Regions from separate parts of the Triticum aestivum genome. Here region 2 is linked to region 1. A link is a contact called in public Hi-C data. All regions are on one chromosome and are shown on one strand. Each heading gives the region's core, a stretch centred on a gene start, on an enhancer-like site or on the middle of the called end of the contact. The rest is flanking DNA. Distances are from core to core; before and after follow the strand shown.

Region 1 (4,549 bases), core at 979-3,478:
TGCATATGACCAGATATACAGGGAGAAAAGTGGACGTATGGCTGCATGCATGAACAACACAGAGGCTTAAAAACAAACACACCCAAACACGGATGCGGATTCGCTGACTTAGCCACAGCAAGTCCCCGCTGACTTTGCCGTAGGATCAAGAATCGAAGGCTGAGATTAGCCAAATCACTGTTCTGATTACTGTTCACATAAACAACTGTTCACACAAATCACTGTTGGTCACACTAGCATCCGATCTGATCCGCCACTTTTCAATCCGACGAACGAGACCGGGCAAAGGTAGCGGTACAGTAGCTTCGCTACCTTTGCCACGGCGAGTCAGCGAATCTGAATCGCCCAAACACTAATAGGACGCGTCCGTGACATTTGAGGGGCTAAATTTGCCTAGTCAGCTGTAGATGCCGTTTACAACACAACCATTGGCCGTGCTCAAACGAAAGCAGGCGGGTTATCAAGGTTATGATTGATGGTTATCCATATGTCAGAGCAGACCACTGGATTGAATTGAATTGAATTCAAATTGCCACCGGCCATCCTGCACTCCTGCTGCTTACTTTTACGCTGTTGTCACCTGGAGCGGAGCCGTGCATGCACGATCCCTGCCAAGATCCACCAAAATGTTTGCAGGAGCTGACCGCACCGGCACCGGGAAGAGTGGACGCACGGCACCACCGCACGCGTGCAAGTGCAAGCCCAAGCCCAGCGGGCATGATGAGTGCCGGCACCACCGCACGCACGTACTAGTACGCCGGTGCGGTGCCGCCGCGGCAGCAGGTAGTGGAGGTGCCCCCCCGGCGGTAACGACAAGTCCATCAGACGGGTGCCTCCCCCGATGTGCATGGAGCCATGGGCCGCTTCAATCAGATCCGCGCGTAGCACCCTTCCTCATCCTCGGTATAAAAATAAAATGCAGGCGATGTGTGCAAGGTACAGGTGCATTTGATGCGAACGGGCGGAGCATGGATGGACGCCGTGCGGAGCCATGTGCGCGCGTCGTGCCCATGGCATGGATTTGCGGTTGCGGGAAGGCATGCCGACCGCAAATTACTCGCGGCCTCCAGCAGCACATCGTCGTCCATGCCCATCCACGCAAGGCTGAACGAACATGTTAACGAGCGCTCTAGTAGGCTAGTACCAAAATCATGGGATCGATCTGCCACCCTGGTGCTACCGAGAGATAAAGCCCTCCCCCGAGCTGGAGATTCTTCAGGCGCGTATGTTTGACCAAGGATAGTAGACTAGACGTTTCCATTCCAGATCATCTGCTTGATCAGAGGAAGCCGCCCCTCTGTCACAACGTATTGCCGTCTGTTACGGAGATCAAGTAGTATACTCTTGAGCTCGAGATTTCTAAATGAAGCCAGTGAAAGTGACCTCGGATGCTCATGCTGGCACATGGTTCATCGGTCCACTCCTCACTCACAGCAGCAACATGGCCGGCTGTTGCGTGTTATATACCATCACCAGCTCCAGCTGTGATGTGGAGAGAGTTAAGAACAAAACTACTACAGTGTACAGGCCTCATGTCATGTGCCGTCCGTCGTGCTCTGATCACTGCTCGCAAACAGCAGGCATGGGACGCTGCTGAGTTTGTGCTGGATCTACCATGGTGATGGTGGAGTAGCTCTGTAGCTGGCTGTACATTCTCTTGGAACAGGGGAAACACGTCCGGCCCCGTCTGTCGCGCTAGAAAACGGAATCATGGAACGGACACACGTCGGACAAGAACCATGACCATCGTACGTGTAGCAATCACTGCCGGTTAAAACAGGCAAGGGCATCGACCGACGACGACACCGATGAATGAACAATGTCAATGGAACAGAGGCGCGGCTCCTGATTCGGCATCGCGTGCCGTGTAATATGTTTTGGCGGGAAGCGTAACGTAAACCCTTTTCCCACTGCGCACCACGATTATCCAGTAGTAATTTTCATCAACCTATCGCAGGATAGATGTACTGCTACATCGCACGTGCAATCACGCATGGTCTCGTCTCGTCCCAGTGGCACGGCACCAGTAATTCCGAGTTGTTTTTACTTGACACTCTGCTTAAGACCCGTTGTTACCAGTGGAGAGAGGCAGAGCGCGCATCAAGTGGAGTGGAGCCACGCGCGCGGTCGCAGAGGGTTGCCCACCCCCACGTGCCCGCCCTGACCGAGCCCTTGTTTTTTTTCCTTCTTCTACGTGCGGTGCGATGACCGAGCCTTGTCACGGCTAGGGCCGCGCGAACCGGACAAAAAGACGCAGGCGGGAGTGGCGCTAAAATAAGGCGCACCCCCACGCCGCCCCCTGCCACTCCCATCCATGCTCTCCTCTGCCACCGCATCCGCATCCGCCTGCGCGCTCGTGCCCCTCTCCGTCCCCCAAGCTCCCCGCTCCCGTCCGCGCGCCTCCACCTTCGGCCCGGCCGCCGCGGCAGATCGGCATCAGGAGAGCAACTGAGACAAGATCCGGCACAGCATTACCAAGATCGTAGCACAGGAGGTGAGGAGGGCGGGCATGGAGGAGAAAGCGGCGGAGACGGTGGCGGCCCCGGCGGCGGCGGTTGCGGTGGATCAAGAAGTGGCCTACTGCAGCGAGCACCCCTACCCGCCCGGCGCCGCGGCGGCCGCGGGGGTGGCTGCCGGCAGTGGCATCTGCGCCTTCTGCCTGCAGGAGAAGCTTGGCATGCTGGTCTCCTCCTCCAAGTCCAGCCCCTTCCACCCGCCGCCTTCCTCCGTCACGCCGACCACCCCTCCGCCCAACAGGCTCGCCACCGAAAATCTTTATCCTTCCACCGCCTCTGCCATGGCGATCCCGCCGCACAAGGGCAAGACATCTTCCTCGGCGCCCGCCCCGGTGGCCAGCGGGCTCAGGAGGAGCAAGTCCGTGGCGCCGCGGCCGGAAGAGCCGCAGCTGTCGTCCGGGATCACCTCTGACGGCCCCCGCAAGAAGAGCTTCTGGTCTTTCCTCTACCCCTCCTCCTCCTCCAGCGGCCACCGGAGCGGGTCGTCGTCTCTGGCCAGTGGGGAGGGCACCGCGTCCGCGAGGAGGAAGTCGGTGTCGGTGGCTTCGGCGACGTCGGCGTCGCTGGGGCGGAGGCTGGAGGCGATAGAGGAGCCTGAGAGCCCGGGCCGCCGCAGCGAGGGGTCGTCGTCCTCGTCGTTCGGGAGAAAGGTGGCGCGGTCGCGCTCCGTGGGCTGCGGCAGCCGCAGCTTCTCGGGGGACTTCTTGGAGCGCCTCTCCACCGGCTTCGGCGACTGCGCGCTCCGGCGCGTCGAGTCCCACCGCGAGCCCAAGCCCAAGGGAAGCGCGCTCGGCCACCTTGGCGGCGCCCGCGACGCCGGCGACGGCGACGAGGATTACGAGTACACGCAGCAGCACAGGATCAAGTGCGCCGGGTTCTTCGGCGGCATCGGCGCCGCGCCCCCGGCCTCATCCTCCTACTGGCTCTCCGCGCCCAGTGGCGGGAGCAGCGCCAGCGCCGGCGGCAACACGAGGGTTTCTGGCACGCGGAGCCACCGGGGCTGGGCGTGGGCGCTGGCGAGCCCCATGAGGGCGCTGAGGCCGACGAGCTCCACGTCCAGCAAAACCATCATGTCGGCATCCGCGACGGCAGGTGGATCGGCGGTGGCGACGAGTTAGCCTCGTCTTTGGATTGTTGCAGCTGCGCACTCCGCGATCAATGGCCGGTTATCAAATCATCGCTCTTCTTCTCGAACTATACTACTACTGCTTCTACTAGTATGAAAATTACTGCTGTTCTTGGTTCTGGTATATGTCCATTCGAGTCCTGAGAAACTGCTCCTAGGGGGAAGGATGGGATATGGGCCGCAGATTAAGCTCTAGCTCGCCTTTCATTTTGTAATTCTGTTCCAATTCGAGATTTTCTCCTGTGGTGTGGTGGAAATAGAGATGTTTTATGTTGAATTCATTCGTGTGCTGTGTTGGAGACGGGACATGGGCATTGAATTGAAAAGGAGAAATTTGGCAATTTGTTCATCAGTTATGTAGTACTCCTTGTTCTTGTGTGCCTTGATTCAGTTTTCATGATGCTGCGACCACACTATACTACGGGTGACCTGTTAAAGCATCTACAACCGTACCCGTCAAAAGTGAGTCGCCCCTCAAATCTCAAATGTCCAAGTCTACAACCGTCTTCCTCATAGCAAATCCTTAAATTCATACACTCTCATGGAATGTAAAACGAACACACGCAACGATATAAATAAACATGCAATGTAAAATAAACACACGCAGCGTAAAAATAAACACACGTAGTTCATTTAGATCACATATAGCGGAGGGGATTCATCTACATTCCATCAAACTATCAAGAATTGGCATGTTCTAAAGGTTTGAACTATCGAGCTCATTTAGAGCAACTCTAACCGATCCCTTATAAATAGAGGAGTAAAACGGCGGAGTAAATTTACTCCACTTAGTTTTGACCATTTCTAGCCGATCCCCTAAACTTAGTGGAATAAAATAAAATTCCCATTTGCGTCACATACTCAACCATATTTCATTCAACCATATTTCATTCAACGACATTGGAGT
Region 2 (4,052 bases), core at 1,114-3,613, 300 kb before region 1:
GGGCCGTCTTGACATTGTCGATGACAGTCTGGAACTCTTCGCACACGTGCCCTTAAGTATCAGCACTCTGGAGCCTGCAGTCATCGTCGTTAAACCCTTGCATAGATCTGAAGCACCTGACACCAAACCTCGCCACATGACGAGAAACCCTAATCTCACCACCACAAGGAGGTGGTAGGAATCTATGTCGAAGCTCCGTCGACTACGTCCAGACGGACGAAGTTGAGGATGATCGGTGCCTGGAAGACAAACTCAAAGAAGAAGCATCGCCATCCGCCCCAGCGCTGCACCTGCGAGGACTAAAAAAACTAACCTAAACTACTAACCGAGCGGAGACACCGGGATTCTCCTCCTCGCCACGGGCCGCTGGACCAGCACGTAGAGGGAAGGCAAATCCACGGGCTCGCGATGAAGTCTGGAGGGTGTTGAAATATATTGCACGTCTCTCTCCATTAGTTTGGACTTTTGGAGCAACAGGCTGGAACATGAATTTAATATGGTATTCGAGCTAAGAGGTTTTAAGTTCAAGACTCTACCAACGCAGTATTAAAAAAAGATTTTGTAGGCTACATTGATACCACGTCTAAGGACTAAATAAGCCCAGACATGAGAAGGAGTGTTAAAATATATTGTCCATTTCTCTCCATCAGTTTGAAAAAAAATATTGTCCGTCTCTCTCCACCAGTCCCGACTATGTGGCTAGAGTATGAATTCAATAGAGGGAGAAGAAAACATATGTTTGTGAACAAGTATTTCAATCATTGCAAAGTGTTATAATTTACATGCTTTTCCTTAGAACATTAAGAAAAGTAGACAGGTAAATTTATGCCTACATCTTGGAAGCATAAAGATCATTCCAATTCTAAAAAAAGATCATTCTCATATACTAAGTCAACGAAGTATAATCCACAACAAATCACACCGAACCCATGAGGCACATTTCCGAAAATCGCAACATGGTCGGTCCAGTCATCCCTTCCTCGGGCGTCCAAAGCACCCCTTCGTGATATTGTGTCTAACCTACTAGTTTCGTTAATATAGTTTAACTACTTCCCGCACAAAAAATATCTACCATGTGATGCATAAGTTTGCTTTACATGTGTTCAACCCCTACACATAATAAGTCCAACTATAGCCCTATATACATATTCGACAATGATCCACCAAACTTCACCTTAACGAATATGCCCTCATCATCTTGTTGTTATCATCTTCAACGCTTGAATTTGGATCTTCCCTTGTTGCTCACTGTCATGAGTGCCGCCAGATTTAGCCCCTTCGTTTTGGTCACCTTGATTGAACATAAATCCACATCTGGCTTCTCCTCGGATACATCTTCAACAATGTTTATTCACACTTTGTGCAAGTTGTTTTTGGTTCTCTTTCCCTTCGTCACAAGCTTCTTTTTACTCTTCTTAACTCTCCTAGTCTTCTTGTGATTGTCCACTTTGTAGACCTAACCATTGCCATGAAGTTTACCAAGTGAATTCAGATCTCTCTGAACCCTTGACATGTCTCTAACATCACATGTTCAATTCCATCTTAAGTCTGGGTCTTGACATCTCCAATGTCATAGTGCACGGAGGCACATCGCCACCTTGATAGATCAGTAAAAGTTACTACATTTGTAGCAGGCGGTCTACTCTCTGCTAGATGTCACGTGATAAGAGTTCCCTATATCTATTATTCATGCTTCCTCACGTAACCCACTTGATAGGGTAAGAAGGCAGCCATCTGAATAACTTCTCGTAGAGGACACTGGCACAATTTGGTTCCCTCGATATTCCTCCATGTTCGACAGTTCTTCCTTATGTGTCCCCAGTTCCTACAACGATAGCATTGTGGCCCTTTTTTCTCTTTCTTCCTCACCATATCCTACTTCCCACCTTGATATAGTATCGCAACGACTATCTCTGGAATGGATCAGAGGATCCAAATGGATTTGGCTAGGTGGCTCCGAATAGTAGAAATGGAGTTATAGATAGTGGAAAATGGTTGCGATGTTTTGCGTGATTTTGGAGTTTGATCTCTAGGACTTAGCAAAAAAAAGTATCACCATTCATACTTGATCCTTGCGCATGTGTTCAACCCCACCACTTGACCCTCCGCCTACTCCAAGTCCAAGTGAAGTCCTCTATCCATATGCTCCTCGTTGTAAGCTTGAATCTTGCAAGTTCAAGGGTTTTGTTTCGCGCAAATTCAATGCAATAGATATCAAATGGGCATGACTTTGTAATCACCAAATTTATTTTGAGTTATGTAAGAGTATTTTGCCCTTAGTGGCGACCTTAATAAATAAATATAAACATAGTACTTAATTTGTGGAGGAGAGGCAATCGTGCTCCAATAATTGACAAGCCAATCACCAATAGTTACAATGATTCCATGTGTATATGTCTGCCGTGCCGTTCTCATCTCACCTTCTCTCCGGTACAAGTCACTTCCCAGTTGCTTCTGGCTTTGATCGTGCTTCTCACCTTTGAAAATTCGGTTCTCCTTGCTTTAATTGTGCCCTGCTTCGCCTTCGTCTCGGCTGGCTCTTATATGGCCATAGGACCAGCTGCACCTGCATACTGCATGCTCTGCTCTGCATGGACAACCTCGCCGTCCGGCTCCCGTGCACCTTGCCGCCGGCAGCCGTGATCCTTGCGCGCGCCGTCTGATCGCCCGGGTGTCTGGAGCTGTTTCTGCGGCAGCGCCTGCGGGTCACCGCCAGCACGGGCGATGCCTCCTCACGCGCCTTCCTTCGAGAAGAGCTGCTCCGGCGACCGGCAAAGACAGGAGGCAGGAGGGCAGCTGCTGCGAGGCCCGGGGCAGCGGTGGTCGTCGTTCCACGGGCGCGGGGCGGAGCAGCGGCACCAGCTGCCAAAGCAGAGGCCCAAGACGCAGCCGGACCTGCTCGCCGGCGTGAGGGGCAGGAGCTTCCGCGCCGCGGACGGCGGCGAGCCGCTGGCCGAGCTGGCGGTCCGGAGGACGCCGGGCAAGGTGCTGGTGAACGTGACCGTGCAGAGGAGCCTGTGGCCGCTGCACGTCATGGCGTCGGCGGACTGGAGCGTGGCGGACCTTGTGGCCGCCGCCGTGGGGATTTACGTGAAGGAGGGCAGGCGGCCCTTGCTGCCGGCGACCGACCCGTCGACCTTCGGCCTACACTACTCCCAGTTCAGCTTGGAAAGTAAGTCTGTTGCATCTGAAGCCCACGGTACCATCTGTTTTTCATTCCAGAATTGCACCGCACAACTATCAAAGTGGAAAGTCAACACAATTACACAAAATACTAGTATTAGCCAAGCTGGCGATATGCCGGCACGAACTCTATTTGAGAATAGCCGGCGAGATGAATCAGATCATTTGTTTCCTCACAAAACCCCTGAACATATTCAGCAAGCGATGCATGGGCCCACTGAGAGTGTCAAGTCGGTCGCAACAACCATTAATCTTTAGGCGACAGTTAGTGAGCATCATCTGCATCATTCAGTAAGTGAAGGATCATTCACTGATCATGTAAATGTTGTGGACTCATTGGTCAGGTTTGGACCCGAGGGAGAAGGTGATGGAGCTAGGGTCCCGGAGCTTCTTCCTGTGCCCCAGGTCCTCCTCGGCCGCCGTCCAGACCTCCTCGTCCTCCTGCTCCTCTGCCGGAGCAAGCGGTGTCAGGAACGCCGGGGAGGCGCCTACGTCGGCAGGCGAACCGCCGGCTTGGCTGCGCTACATGCCGTTCTGGCCGACCATGTAGCGAGCTAGCACACGTCATCATCCATGATGATCACTGGACTGCCCACCCTCGGTCCATTTCTCGAATTGGTTTGGCACGCAGAGCTTCAGAGGATAAGACCGTAGCGTGCTGGTGCCTGACAGTATCTCGTTGTTTAGGCGGAAACGTCATGATCCACTCGGCTCGGCCACGCCAGATTCAGACAGTAGGAAATATCGGATGCGTGATTAGGACAGTTCCCGGGACCGTGCCCGGGCAATTAAGATTGTTATATAGACTACAGGAAGCATGATGTGTAATTATTGAATTTTGTACTATCTGATTGTGGATGCAAGTAGAG

What was found. A called contact is a pair of places that touch in the nucleus more often than the background predicts.
Region 2: a Hi-C map of leaf shows a contact between it and region 1, with 5 times the contacts expected there. The contact joins the promoter of LOC123189129 here to the promoter of LOC123189124 in region 1. A contact is called at or near these places in 2 of 5 Hi-C or Micro-C datasets (both in leaf).

The regions. Positions count from the first base shown.
Region 1 is chr2A:506,027,868-506,032,416 of IWGSC CS RefSeq v2.1, reverse strand. LOC123189124 (putative protein TPRXL) reads left to right here and starts at 2,228. Exons shown (of 1, transcript XM_044601462.1): 1 at 2,228-3,994. The coding sequence starts at 2,510. The coding sequence ends at 3,634.
Region 2 is chr2A:506,332,096-506,336,147 of IWGSC CS RefSeq v2.1, reverse strand. LOC123189129 reads left to right here and starts at 2,363. Exons shown (of 2, transcript XM_044601467.1): 1 at 2,363-3,172; 2 at 3,528-4,052. The coding sequence starts at 2,725. The coding sequence ends at 3,733.